2 separate regions of the Gossypium hirsutum genome follow, and region 2 is linked to region 1. Evidence: chromatin contacts called from public Hi-C data. All regions are on one chromosome and are shown on one strand. Each heading gives the region's core, a stretch centred on a gene start, on an enhancer-like site or on the middle of the called end of the contact. The rest is flanking DNA. Distances are from core to core; before and after follow the strand shown. Region 1 holds the start of LOC107897649. Region 2 has its middle 6.4 kb from the start of LOC107897651.

Region 1 (7,440 bases), core at 3,455-5,954:
CGTGTCTTCTCCACCTTTTTTTCCCCTCTTTAACGGGAGCTTAGGCATTAGAGGAGGCAATACTTGAGAAGGGATTCCGGGTCCTTTTTTCAGTAAACGAAAGATGCCGCGCAGATGAACAAGACCAGTCAAACTCAGTTGGCCTTCAGAGTCCGTTGCGGAGTTAGATTCTTCTGATGCTTCATTTGTTAGTTCTAGAGCTTCTGCAGTCCTTGAGCAATCTTGAAGATCACCATTTGGAGACAGTGCATCGATTCTCTTCAATTCGGCGCCTAAAGATGTCAAGTCTAACATCGCATATGATCTAACATTAGAACAATTATCAAGTCTCTTAACCATATCAACTCTGAACAACATGGAAATGGATGATTGGTATACCAATAGATGTAACTGAGTCGGAGAAAGAAGTTCGAGGTTTTCTCCTTATAAAACGAAGAGGCTCCCATTTCTTCTTTTCGGTGCCAGTTTTATCGGAACTTTCAGCACTACAAGTGGGGGGAAAAGGACAAACAAATGATATGAACAAACATAAAATAAGAAAAACAAAGGCAGCATGAAACAAGTGAAGAGCAGGCATGGCAATGGCTATAAACAGACATGAGCATAGATCCTGTCCGAAGAAAAAGGATCAGAGAGATTAAAAGAGCCATTGAATAGGCACCTGTTACAAAAGATGGATATGAAACTCAAGGCAGGGGCAATCTTAAAACAATCTAATGCAGAATAGAAGATATAAAAGAAAAAAGCATGGGGAAAAAAAGCATACATATACTCTTATCCAAACGATAAATATATTTATATATACACTTATACATACAAGCATTACATGTAAAAGAGATTTGAAATCATAAAAGCGCAGACACATCAAAACCCAAAAGCTTAGATCTTCCAGGTTGTGGTAATCCTTCCAAAAATTTATTAATAGAAAGGCAATGCTGCAAAAACACAAACATATTGAAAACAAACCAAAATGAGAAAGAAACTAAAAGGCCGAAAAGGATGCAATTCAAAGTACCATGTAGGATCAGATGCTTCTATTCTGTCCCCCATGGTTTTTGAGATGGATCAGAACCAGGGAGACCATAGAAGCCAAAAGAATAGGCAACAAATGACAAAGATATAGAGAGAATAATGAGAAATATGAGAAATGGAGTAGAGGGTTGCCATTATTCTCTGAGCTTTCTCTAATATCCATTTAGTATTTTTGACAGATAATCTCCTTGTGCCTAAAAGTAGGTTCTCTCCCATTTCATCATTCGTAATCCATCCCCCTTTTTTTAGAAGAAATCTATTAAAAATAAATGAGAATATATTTTAATCCTATGTTTAGCAAATCTAAAGGAATGTTTAAGGCTTGTAAGAAAGCACGTTGGGGGTTCTCTTCATGGAACAAGTTTTGGCATTTGACACGTGGAAGAAACCACCATGTTTTTTTTCTTCTTTTTCTTCTTCCACTTTCTCTATTAAACCTTTCTGTCAATCTCTTTTTTACTGATTTTAACCAACAAAAAAACTTTGCAAGTTGAACAGCACAGGGATTTGTTACTTCATTTGGAGCTTCAAACCAGATGAGCTGGTATTTGCATAAACTTTGGATTTTCCCACAAGAAATGCTTTACTTCTTTACCATCAAACTAGTTAAGAATATCGGTTCGAGATTCAACCAGATCATCCAATTTAATTAAATAAATTATTAAAAAAATTATAAAATATAAAAAAACTGGTTCGATTGATTTTTACTACAAAATTCACATGAAAGTATGATCCTTAGAGGGAGATACAAAGAAAGACTAAATATCTTCGTAATGGTTAAAGAGGTTAACTACGAACCCAGAGTTTAACTCAGTTAATTCATACAAGTTTGGAGTTGTAATCTTTGAGGTAGATATTTTTTTCACCAATGGAACAGCAGATGAACAGACTTATAGCCAAGAGAAACAATAGCATTAAGTGTTTTTTTTTTCTGAACGTGTCACAATACAGGCTTTATTGGACAACTTTACACCAAAAAATTTACCAAATAAATCACAAGGTGGAGAAGCCGATGACTACTCAGCTGATTTAATGGACATTGCGATTAATCAAACCCTCAAATATTGCATAAAGATCTCTGTTATCCGGGCCAAAAATCTCCTCTGCTTTCCTCAAAGTCTCCTGCATAAGTCAGAAATAAACAAGATGAAAATGCGGCACTGTGAAACAGATAAAACAAAGAAGACGAGTTAGTCAAGAAGTCGCATACTTCTCTCGTTTGTTTGTGGGAGTTTAGTTCTTTAACATTTGCCAGGAACGCACCAAACTGCTCATACGACAAGCGGCTCCTGATGAACAAAAAACAGGTGTGAGATATGAAATTAGGCAAACTTATATGATTGGGTTCATCAACCACAACAGCTTACTGTTTCCGCAACTGTAAGTTTTCACAATACAGATGTATTTACCTGACTTGACGGAAGAATTCTTTCCCATCAACCCGAGTGCGACCTGAAACATATCCAGAAAGAAGTCATGAAATGATATTTAAAATACTACACAGTTGCATTTAATTTGTTACTGCAGAACTACATATCCAGCTCTTATTTTAGAATAACAGTTTTGAAGCTAACCAGACTGTGATCCAGAATCGGAGCTTGATATTGATGACCTATCATCAAACATGCCTCTTGAGGTAGAAAACGAAACTGAATGTCTCCTAGGAGACACTGGCTTAGATGTCCTTGTGGGGGATACAGAAGCTGACACACTTGGTGGAGAACCTGGAGGAGTTAGCCGCGGTGTGCTTGTTTGTGATGCTAGCAGGAGGCCATGAGGTAAGCCAGGCCTTGAGGCTGACACTATAATGGTACCCAGTGAGGAAAATAGATGACAATATGAAGAAAAGGGGAAAATAAAATATTTCAGTGCTCTCAGTAGCGATCATGGAAACAGAAAGATCTTCAGTGTGCACTGTGTGGAAAGAAACATATTTAGGTATAAATTCTACAGCTATGGCAAAACCAACAAAGACTGAAGTGTACCATCTGAGTCACGATCCTCTGCACCCGAATCAGAGTACTGGCTGCGCATTGAAGCAGTTCTTGAAATCAAGGCAGAATCATCTTCTGGAAAGTTGGAAGATACCAAGGGTTATCATCATAAGCAATGACAAGCAGCGTAAGCATCTGACAAAGAACTGTAAGGATGACAACTTCTAATAGTGCACTGAATGTTCAATCTAGATCACAGATGCACTACAGAAATGAAGTTCAAATGCGTTCAACTGAGTGAACAGGAAAAAGAAAAACATACCTGACAGTGTTGGCTTCGCGATGATTGGAGGACCCCCTGTGGCCTGTATGGAAAACAAGATTTAGCAAGTAAAAAATCTACAAAGCATCATTCTAAAAGGGAATCCCTGGAAGTGGAATTACTTACAGAACTTTCATCGTCCTCTTGAAGTGACTGCATAAGCTTCCTTCTAAAGACCTCCAACTGCAGAATCGCATAACAGTCGAACCTCAGACTAAATTGCCTAGTAAAACCCTCAACACTACTTCCCACTTCCCCAAAACACCAATTAGCTCAAACCACACAAGCCCTTGGTAGTTCAGATACATCAATTGAAGGGCACACTCAAATTTCCAAAATTCAACATACATATAACACACAAGATGAAAACATTCCAAATCATCAAGCAATGCTCATGCCTTCCCTTATCAGGATTCTAAGAATGCACATTGGTTATAAAAATTTAATGTGAACCCTTTATTTTGCATGAAAAATAAAATTATCTTCAACATTTTAAAAGTCCTATTAACAATTTAGTGAACCCCCCCCATTAACAATTTAACAATTTACCTTGGAAACATCTCTCTGAAGCTTCCTTACAGTATTAGAAAGCGAAGCATTATCTTTCAACAAGCTCTCCTACCAAAGAACAAAAAAAGGAAAGATAATTGAATCATTAAAATTCTAAAAAAAAAAGGAAGAAACAAATTAAAGACAGAAAACCAGATGGAACGTACCTTTTCTTGGTCGGCCTTAACGAGCTTATTCGAGGTTTCAGACAAAGAAGTCTCGAGAGCATCGATCAGGGCACACAAGTCGGCGATTTGTTGGTCTTTCTCGGTGAGCTTGTCTCGAAGAGAAGAAGACTCGGCTTCGAGTAAAGACACGCGGGTGGAGAGAGCAATGGAGGTGATCTTACGGGCCACATCGAGTTGATCAAAAGGATCGGAGGGTAATACTTGCAATAATTCCTCGGGAAGATCGAAGGTGGAACCACCCGACTCTTTGGCCAACATTTTTATAACTCTCTCTCTCTCTGTCTCTCTCTCTCTCTCTCACACACACACACACACAGAGTCACACACTCCAATCTCTTTTCTATTAGCTTCCTTTTTTTGTTTCACTTTTTCTATATTATATATGAAGAAAAAAACTGAAAGTACGGGGATTAGATAAATCATATAAATGGTTGGATTTGGATTTCAGACATGGGGTGAGAATTGAGAATGTCAGAGTGTGTTGGGTATTTTTCTTTATGACAAAACAACCAACATGTGGCCTGCGAATGGATAGGCAAAAGAGAATAAAGACAAAGTTTCTAGTGGTCTGCTTTTTTAGCTGGTTTCTATCTCTTTGGTTCAGAAACAGACATAGATTTTGGTTGGTCTTAAAATGGCATCGTAGTATCCGCCATGGCCATTGGGGAGCTTGGAAGCATTTCATGGGCTTCATATTGGTTGATGAATCATTTTACTCAACCTAAAACAATATGTAAATATATCAAATTGGGCCCTGTTCAAGATTTGATCCACTCCCATTAAAACCGATAGTTCTATCATGTCACTTCCGCAAAGCAATTGATTGTGGAAGAAATTAGGAGAAGTAGGCATTTTCAGATAACAACGTAGATTCCATCTGAATCTAAAATCATAACACCATTATCTTGACTTTGTGGTAACTTAGTTCATCAAACTAACTTTTCACCCGTTTTTTTCCCTTCCTGATCATCACACCTTCATTATAAATTTTTAAAGTAATCTAACTTTATATATAAAAAATAAAAATCATTTTAACTCCCCATTTAATTTTTTCACCTCTTTTTGTCATTGAATTTGAATTTTTGTCAACTTACCCTAAAATAGATGAAAAAATTAAATATTTATTAACTTTGTTGACGCTAATATACATAGATTGTAATATAGATGACACGTTAACATTTAATTAATTTTTAAAATTTAAAAAATATCAAAGTAAACTTATTCATATTTGAAAACCAAAAAAACAAAAATAAAGAGAAATGTTTTTAAGAAATTTTATAAATAAAAATAAAAAAAAAGAAGAGAAGAAAAAAGAGGAACCTGACATGTTGTTTCAGGGGCAAAGCCAAGCCTTTATAATTTTTTAAAAAAATTGAATTAATAAAGATAAAATTACACTTTAGCCTCTTTTAAAATTATAAAAATTCGATTTAATCCTTTACAAATTATAAAAATATAAACTATAAAAAATTAGAATTTCATCCTCCCCTAAAAAATTGTTCTAACTTCGCCATGTATTTTTTTATCAGGTTTTAGAACCTCACATTAAAAAAACTCATCCAAGTCATGAAAATTGTTTGAATATGAAAAAAGGGAAAAGAAAAGTTTATTTCTAGCCAACAATACTTTCTCGCCCTTAAATAAAAAGAATGTGTTTAAATACATTGGAATTTGCATCTTTTAAAATGCTAACTCACCTATTATTTACTTACTATCTATTTTTAGTTGATGAATGGAAAGGATGAAGGCTTCGGTTATGAGGAAAGTCATGAGCCGAAGTTGCAAAAGTTAAAGGTTTTCTATAACTTAGTAATTTTTATGTGTTTTTTAATTTATTATAATTTTTAAATTTTTATAATTTTATAATTTTTTTAAAATTTTTTAGAACCAGAATTAAATTAACATCACATGTAAAGATTGAGTGTTAAATATTTTAAAATTATAATTAAAATTATATAATACGTAAATATTAAGAATAAAATTATTATTATATTAATTAAAAAATCAATCATTTATAATAATTGATTCACAACCATATAATTTATCTCTTAAAAAGTATAATTTAGTCAAATAATAATAAAAAATAAAAAGGAAATGAGGAGCCAAGGAAGGAGAAGAAAACGACATAACTTGTTGATTTATTATAATTATGGAGACATAACTGTTGAATTGGAGGCAAGATTTGATTGAAGACATTAAATAAATATGTTAATCTACAGATAAATAATTTTTTTTTCAAAAAGAAGCATGTTTTTTGGGGAATTTATTCTAATATAGTGGGTGCCTTCCAACTCAGAGTTGATCTATAACTTTTCTGTCTGGATATAGCTGTTTTCCTTCATGTCTTACCAAGCTTTTGTAAAGTTTGGATTTTAGGGTAAAAATAAAACGTAGAAATTGGAATTTTCTATATATTGCACCTCATAAATAAGATAAAAAAAATGACTGATAGATATAGAAATTTTTGCAAATGTATTTGAAATATTTAAACAAGTAAAAAAAATTACCATAGAGTATAGTAATTGTAGGGGTAGATGTAGCTAAGTGGATCAAGGCAGTGGATTGTGAATCCACCATGTGTAGGTTGAATTTCCGTGCCGATTTCATTTTTTTTTACTTTAAAAATATATTTTTTTGTTTTTGTAAAGACGAAGAAAGAAATAATTTCTCCTATTTACTTTGTCGACAAAGAATCAAATTATCACTATATTTATTCATTTTTTTACTTCTTCTTCCAAGTGCAGGAAAACTCCAAAGGGTTGCGGGTTTTTTTTCTACCAATTGGAGCCTCCCTTTACCCCATGGGGATGCTCTATAGGGTTCATGACTACTCCTCTTACTATAAGACGCTTACTTAGCCAACATTTAGATCCAACTCTATCCAAACTTTTCCGGTTCACCCCAACAATCCCCACCTGTCTGACTATTGCTGAGCAAGTTTTGGATATCAAACGGACCTCCCCAAAATGTAATTTTAATATGGTTTATCTCTTCTCCTTTGTAATCAGTTTCGTAACAGCATCTACTGCTCCAGCTAATTGTCCACCTCTTCCAAGTGTGATTTTTATGTTATGTATGGTCGTGCCTAAGGGCATATCAGTTGAAGTAGATTCTTCTTTCTGATCGATCAGTCATAACCCCTTCCCAAATTGTACAAGCTTCTTCCAAAGCAAACAGCTTTCTGGATGTAGATGATGATATCTATATAGATGGATTTGTATAATTCTTATATATATATATTCATATATGTTGTACAATGAAGTACCAAATGAGTGGATATATAGAAATCTAAATCTGTCAAACCACTCTTGTTATGATCTTCTACATCCTAGGTCTTCCTATTCTGTCATCTAGCTTATGTTCTTCATGTAGCATTCAGACCGAATGACTCTATGAAATTATGTTGATACTTCCA
Region 2 (7,440 bases), core at 2,464-4,963, 150 kb after region 1:
AGTAGCATCAACAAAATTAAGTCATCATAGTAAGATTAAAAGCAAAAGAACAAGTTGCAATCATGTTTATCAACAGTGAGCTAAATAAATGATTAAAGGAAAAAAAATTTGTAAAGTAGAATCCGGTTGTTCTCTGTGGTACTGCTCATGTTACTCCTCCACCCATTTTCTCCTATGTGTTGAAACTAGGCAAATGCTCTTAAGATTGTCGAAATTGGCAGCTCTAAATGTCTTCGAAATACTCCCTCAACTATGTGTTGTGTGATGGTGTATTGATAGATGGATGGATGATCTCCAATGCTTGCCCCTATTTATACTAGTGAGTCTTCCTTTACTATTTTGGCGTCAACTCCCCTTGATTTTCTCCATCTAGGTGGCATCCGCATGATCTTCTCAAGGCTAGTAAGTTGGCTCCTTAATTTATGGCATGTGGTTGAGGAGGTGGAAGACTAAGTCCTTCATCCTTTGATTTTTCCTATTCTCTTCTTGGGCATACGATTTGGGCTTCTGTTAGACATCCTAATCTGATATGCTCCTCTAGCATTGGATTGGGACAAGTTCTTAAGCCCAACAAGGCTGACTTGGGTGTCCAAATATATAGAGTTCCAATGCCCAATCTGTTCGTAGATGCTGCGAAATGTGAACTTCTACTACTTTCCATTATATCCATTCCTTCAAATATGATAGATCATGAGTTCAACATAATAATTAGTTAATATGACAAATTTTTATACAGTTACTTAATGAAACAAAATTTTATGTAAAACTACAAAAATTGCTATCGACCACTCAGAATTTGCATGTGTTATAAGCTAAAAAGTATTGTAGATAACTCTATATTCTAGGATATCAACCTCGTGTATGTCCCATTTTAGCTCAGAATCATTTGGTACACACAACCAATTGCGAAAATACAAGTTGCCATCATCACTAATACTAAACTCGGTTGTCTGTGCATTTTCAACCAGTACTCGTTTTGCTTGTATCTCTGAATCATATTTTCGTAACTCCCAAATTCTCTACAGGAATAACAGTTTAGCCCTCAACTTGTTTAGAATAGAACCATTACGTTTCATAGGCAATTGGGATTCGTAGCTCTCAACGCAAATAAAGATTTTCATTTTAAAGCATCAACTACCACATTAGCTTTACCCATGTAATAATCAATGACCATGTAACACCCCAAACCTGGCCCAGACGTTATGGCCGAATTCGACGTGCCACATTGAAATTTAAAATCCATGTTTCGTTTTTAGTGTTTTAAAAACCGACTTTTGTTAAGCTAACAAAGTGAATGGAAGCTGGGCACCAGGTAGGTATCCATAACAGAGGAGGTAAACCATGAAGGCTGCTTAAGTACCAAGCTCTTCGATTGGATCAAATCCTAGACATGCCCACAACCATTGCCACACTTGGTTATAACGAGTTGAAATTTATTTAAGTGGATATCTTTGATAAACCAATTAATCGTGATGTTGTGTTTTTTGAAAACGAGTATCATTTTGAAAACGCGCCCTAAGTTTAGCCCATTTGAATTATTATCAGCTAGTTTAAAGTTACTAAAATAAAATAATCCCAGAAAAGAGAAGAAAATAAAGTTAAAACGGCCTTATTACAACCCAAAAATAAATAATAAATAAGGTAAACTTAAGAAAACCAATCACTTATTTCAAAAGCCCAAAAGCGATCACCATGGCCACTCTGAATCCCCTCCGGCTCCAAGCCCCCACATCAAGGCTCACCTGCAAGGTTAAGAAAGGGGGTGAGTTTGGAAACTCAGTGTGTAAAGTATCCCAACTAGAGCCCAAATCAGTCCAAGCTTTACTGGGCCTAAGCCCTATTCAGAATTTAGTGTTAACTGGGTCTTAGCCCATATCAATATTAATTTGGGCCATAGCCCCTTACAGTAACAGAGTATACTGGGCCTAGCCCATATCGGTATCAATCTGGGTCGTAGCCCTATTACAAGTCGAGATATATTGGGCCTTGCCCATATTAACACAGTTGGGCCCATTTCAATACAGTCTCATATGATTAATGCATGATATACCCATCCAACCCTGCACTTGCCTCCGTCCATCCCTACACTTCCTGTGGGGAATAAATCACCCACGCCATCCCTACACTTACAGTGTTAGCACTAGTTGCGGCACTAACTATAATCCGCAGGAAAGCTGCTTATATCAGAATATGTGGCACAGCCACCAGAACGGGTTCTTCCTCCATAACAAAACCCAACCCCATGCAACAGATATACATGTCATGGCATACAACAAACATAATCAGAATATCATGCATTTCAGTCAAAATTAACCCTAGGGGTATAACGGTCATTTTGCACCTAGGGGTAAAACTGTAAATTTTCCACTTTTAAAGGTATTTCAGTAATTTATCTATTTTAGGGTTTTTCATGCATATTCCTACCTTTCACGTACTAACAGAATCACTTACCGAGGGTTCTTACCGAATTGGGCTCGTTGGCCCATTATTCCAATTTTGGCCCATTAAGCCCAAAAATATCGAGGGCACAGAAATCATGCACTTTGCAGTCCAAACACTGTAGCTTACCAAAAATATTAATCAATTTACCTCACGAGCATTTGCACACTCGTAAATCTACAAAATACCGGTTTTTTGGCATTTCGGCTTTTCGGCTTTTGCCGATCTAGGCTAAGAAAGGGTGACAGTTACACACCTGTTTGCGACGAAACGCTGACGAGTTCCACACACAAACTACCTACAATCAATTACTAATACGTTAACTATGAATCCATAGCAACTTATTTGCAAAACTCCTTACCAAAGATCGACCATTAACACTTTAGGCACTAGTGTTCTTACCTTTGCCGAAATATGAACTAGATCCAGATTCAATCGTTCCAATTATCCAAGCCTTCGATCAATTGCCTTTAATCCACATTATAGGAAAACAAATCAAATATCACCACTAAACCCTTTGAGTACAATCAACAGACACCCTTTGCATATAGGGGTTTTTCAGCTTTTACCTTAATTCATGAATAACGAAAGAAAGATTCGAGCGTTTACCTATATCGTTATGACACTACTCCCAATCGATTGTAGATCCAACCACCGCACAAGAAGGGAAAATAATCAACCAAGGGTTCAGCCTTTGCAGTACCTCAAAATAGTAAGATTTTGGTTTTGGAAGAAAAGATACGAGGTTTGGCTTCAATGGAAACTCGGCTAACCAGTTTTGTTGAGGATTTATGAGAGAAAAGAAGAAGAAGAATATGAAGGATTTAGGTTCGGCAAAAAGATAGGATGAAAATTGGCAAGAGGAGAAAGAAAAGAGAAGAGGGGAAGAGATGAGAGAAGGAAAGAAAATAGAAAATGAGAGAATTGTTCAGCTTTTGGGAAAAATAGAAAAGAATATGAGCAAAAGAAATAAGATAAGATTAGAATAAAGCGTACAGCAAAAAGGAGCAGAAGCTAAGTCCCGTTCATTTTAAAAATATAATATTAAAACATACCTTCGCTTGGACTCGAACCCGTACCCTTGTGAAACTCCTAGCACCCTACTGCCACTGCACCATAGGCCCTTTTTATGTTAAATTATACTCGCAACTCCTCTTAACCCTTATTCTAGCCGCGATCTGCATATTAAAAAAAACACCCAAATTGCGCACACCGTGCCTTGAACCCAGGCACCTCTTCCGCCCTCCTAGCATACTGACATGAATTAGCCTGAATAATTAATAAGGCCTAGTTGCGACAGCCCTTGGTTTTTCTAAAATAAAAACCCACATTTGCGCATGCAGGGAATCAAACCTCTGTTCCCTTCCTACTGCTTAACACGCCTAACCACTAGGCTAGACTCCTCCTCATGTCCAATTTTAGCCCAACTTATTAATAAACCTTAATGCCCAGATCCCCTAAAGAAACAAAAATAATAATTTTTGCTAGAGTCTTGGACCGAATTTTTCTCGCACTTTAAATACTTCTAAATTTATTTAAAAACTAAAATAATAATAATAATAACCATAATAATGAAAATTTCAAATACGATAATATATATATATTTTCCTAATAATAATAATTATAATTTTCATAAATCAATAAAAAAAGATACAGCAAAATTTTCTAATAATAATTTAATTTAAACACTAAGTTAACAACAATAATTTTATAAATATATTTGTATCTAATAATTATAATGATAATAATTTTCATAAAAATTAAAATATTAGCAATAACATAAATATTTTATCAATATATATATGTATATTTAAACACTAGTAATATTTAAAACTTCTCAATATTCAGGTTTTCTTCTATCCAAATCCCAGACTCAAAGTCCAACTCTTCTAGGCCCAATTTTTGGGGCGTTACAGACCATATCATAATCTTTCAATAGTTCAAGCCATCTACATTGTCTCAGGTTCAACTCTTTCTATTTCATCAAGTATTTTAGGCTTTTGTGATCGGTAATGATGTGGTACTTCTCACCGTAGAAGTAATGTTGCCAAATCTTTAAATTAAACACAATAGTTGCTAATTCCAAATCATGTTGTAGACAGTTTTTCTCGTGTGGTTTCAACTATTAAGAGGCATAAACTATTACTTTACTGTCTTGAATCAACATGAAACCTAATCCGTTTAATGAAGCATCACTATAAACGATGAATTCTTTCTCAAATTTAGGCTGAATCGGAACTAGAGCTGTCAACAATGTTTTCAAGCAATCAAAACTCTGTTGGCACCTTCCTAACTAGATGAAACCAACAATTTTCCGTAACAACTTTGTTATTGGTAAAATAATCATTGAAGATCCTTTTATGAATCATCTATAATATCCGGGTAAACCCAGAAAACTACACAATATAGAAACATTCCTTGAAGGCTTCCAATTCACAATTGTAGAGATTTTGTTCAGATCAACTCTGATACCATAGAAATTCAACCTCTCGGAGCTAGAGTTTACATTTACTAAACTTCGCGTATAACTATTTATCTCGCAAAAGTCTAGAATACAATTCTTAGATGGTGAGCATGCTCAGTTTCATTCCTCGAATAAATCAGAATATCGTCGATAATTATGAAAACAAATATATCTTAATATGTTTGAAATATCCTATTCATTAAGTTCATAAATATGAAAACAAATCTATCTTAATATGGCTGAAATATCCTATTCATTAAGTCCATAAATGCAGTCAAAATATTTTTCAAACCAAAAGGTATCACAAGAAATTCATAATGACCGTAACGAGTTATGGATGTAGTTTTCAATACATCAAGCTCTTTAAGTTGTATCTAATAATAACCAGATCGAAGATCAATTTTTAAAAATACAGTAACTCCTTTCAACTAGTCGAATAAATCATCAATATCAGGTAATGGATACTTATTCTTTATAGTGACTTTGTTTAGCTGCCTGTAGTCGATAAATAGCCTCATCGACCCATCTTTCTTTTTTCACAAATAGGACTAGTGCACCCCAAGGTGACATTCTCGATTGTATGAATCATCTGTCAGTCAACATTTACAATTGTGCTTTTAATTCTTTTAGCTCAATCAAAGCTATTCTATATAAAGCAATTCAGATTGAGGTAATTCTAGGTATTAACTCAATAGCAAATTCAACCTTCTATTTCGGTGGCAACCTAGACAATTCCTCTAGAAACACATTGGTAAATTTATTAACCATCGATAGTTGATCAATCTTTGATTTTGATATTCGCGTATCTAAGATATAAGCTAAAAACACTACACAACCTTTTCTAACTAGTTTTTGAGTAGAAATCGCTAATATAACATTGGTAACACAATCGGTTTTGTTAGACTCAACTGTAACCAATTCACCATTCTGACATCTCAAAACAATCCATTTCTGCCTACAATTCACCACAGCATCATGTAAAGTCAACTAGTCCATACCTAAAATAACTTCAAACTCGTGGAATGGTAATAACATCAAGTCGCCAAGAAATTCAGATCCCCGAATTCTTAGTCGACACTTCATACATAACATATTAACTCTGACAATCTGACTCAAAGGATTCATTATCCTAATGTCAAATTCAGTCGGTTCTACTGATATATGTTCTTTTTAGTTACTAAAGCAGTGCAAATATATGAATGTTTTGACCCAAGGTCAATAAATGCATATATAGTAACATCAAAGAGAGAGAAAGTACCAGCAATGACATCTAGGGCAGAAGTTTCCTCCCGGGCTCGGATAGCATAGGTTCTGGCTGGCGCTCAAGCCTCAGATCTAACAATCAAATCCTTAGTCTCACCTCCTGTCATTCTGATATTACGACTCTGTCTCGACCCTCTATCTCTTTAAGGAGCAGGCATCAGTCCAACAGTTTGATTGCCAGCAACGCTTGACTTTCTTGGGCAGTTTTTCAAGAAATAATTGGTAAAACCACATCTAAAATAAGCCCCACTTTTAACTCGCCACTCAATATCCTAAGTCTTACCACAATTCTCACATATAGGTCTATCCACATTGCGAACACTGCCAACACTTTCTACCTGGGTAGTTTGAAATCTCGAGTTACTCGATCTCAACTTATTTCTTCCCGTAAACCCTGATGAAATGGTGAAGAACCTAAAAGTTTCTCTCGATTTCTTTGATAGATGAGTTGAAAATAGTCTAGACATGTTTCGTTTATCGGAGTCCCGAAGCTCATTTTTTTCTTCTTATTACAAATATTTTCTATTTTCTGAGCCTATTTAAATAACACTACAAACTCTCTCAACTCCAAAGCTCTCGCAACATTCGAGTTTCATCGTTTAGTCCAGATTCAAAATACACATCTTGATTTTCATTGGTACAATCTCATTGATTTATTTTCTAAGCAGGACAAATTTCGCTCTTACTTAGCCACAAATCTATTTCCCTACTTCAGCTCGAGAAATTCTTTTTTTCCTTTCTAGATACAATCTATTGATGTATTTCTTCCAAAATTCAGATTGGAAAAAGTCCCAGTTAACTCTATCTCTTAGTACAATGGCTATTAATGTAGATCACCACTAATACTCTTCATCTTTTAACAAAAACACGACACATCTCAAGCAATTATTAGGTGAATAGGCTATTTCATCGAAGACTCTCTGTGTGTTTTCTAGCTAGTATTCAACCCTGGTCGAATCATCTTTCATTTTTCGTCTAAACTCTTTAGCCATACACTTTCTAATTTAGTCAATCAAAGGTCATCATACACTTTCCATATTCTGAGGATGAGGGGGTACCACATGTGGCACATTACGGGGCGAAGGTTGCAAAGTTATTGAATTAGTTCTCATAAATTCAGTAAACCATTTTTTAATCATCCCAAATAAGAAATTTCTTACCTCATTTTCGGGCATTTTTGGAACGAGGATACTGTGACTTGCTCCCTGATTGGAAGTCGGAACATTACTATCTACTTCATCAGAGATGACATGGTTTGATTCGGCCAACATCTT

What was found. A called contact is a pair of places that touch in the nucleus more often than the background predicts.
Region 2: a Hi-C map of leaf shows a contact between it and region 1, with 2.4 times the contacts expected there. The contact joins the enhancer-like site here to the promoter of LOC107897649 in region 1. A contact is called at or near these places in 6 of 34 Hi-C or Micro-C datasets (fibers, leaf and seedling).

What each region holds. Positions count from the first base shown.
Region 1 is chrA10:23,719,077-23,726,516 of Gossypium_hirsutum_v2.1, forward strand. LOC107897649 reads right to left here and starts at 4,705. Exons shown (of 9, transcript XM_016823166.2): 1 at 4,005-4,705; 2 at 3,838-3,906; 3 at 3,415-3,471; 4 at 3,289-3,331; 5 at 3,018-3,101; 6 at 2,607-2,834; 7 at 2,442-2,484; 8 at 2,243-2,321; 9 at 1,711-2,154. The coding sequence starts at 4,283. The coding sequence ends at 2,062. LOC107897648 (receptor-like cytosolic serine/threonine-protein kinase RBK2) reads right to left here and starts at 1,587. Exons shown (of 9, transcript XM_016823165.2): 1 at 1,016-1,587; 2 at 379-485; 3 at 1-287. The coding sequence starts at 1,050.
Region 2 is chrA10:23,865,133-23,872,572 of Gossypium_hirsutum_v2.1, forward strand. No RefSeq gene overlaps it. Among protein-coding and RNA genes, the nearest start is that of LOC107897651, 6.4 kb to the right of the region's middle. Within about 2 kb of position 3,714, at least 1 of the 9 cell types and tissues checked has an H3K27ac peak or open chromatin away from gene starts, as enhancers often do. A contact at or near this core is called in leaf, where this site is marked.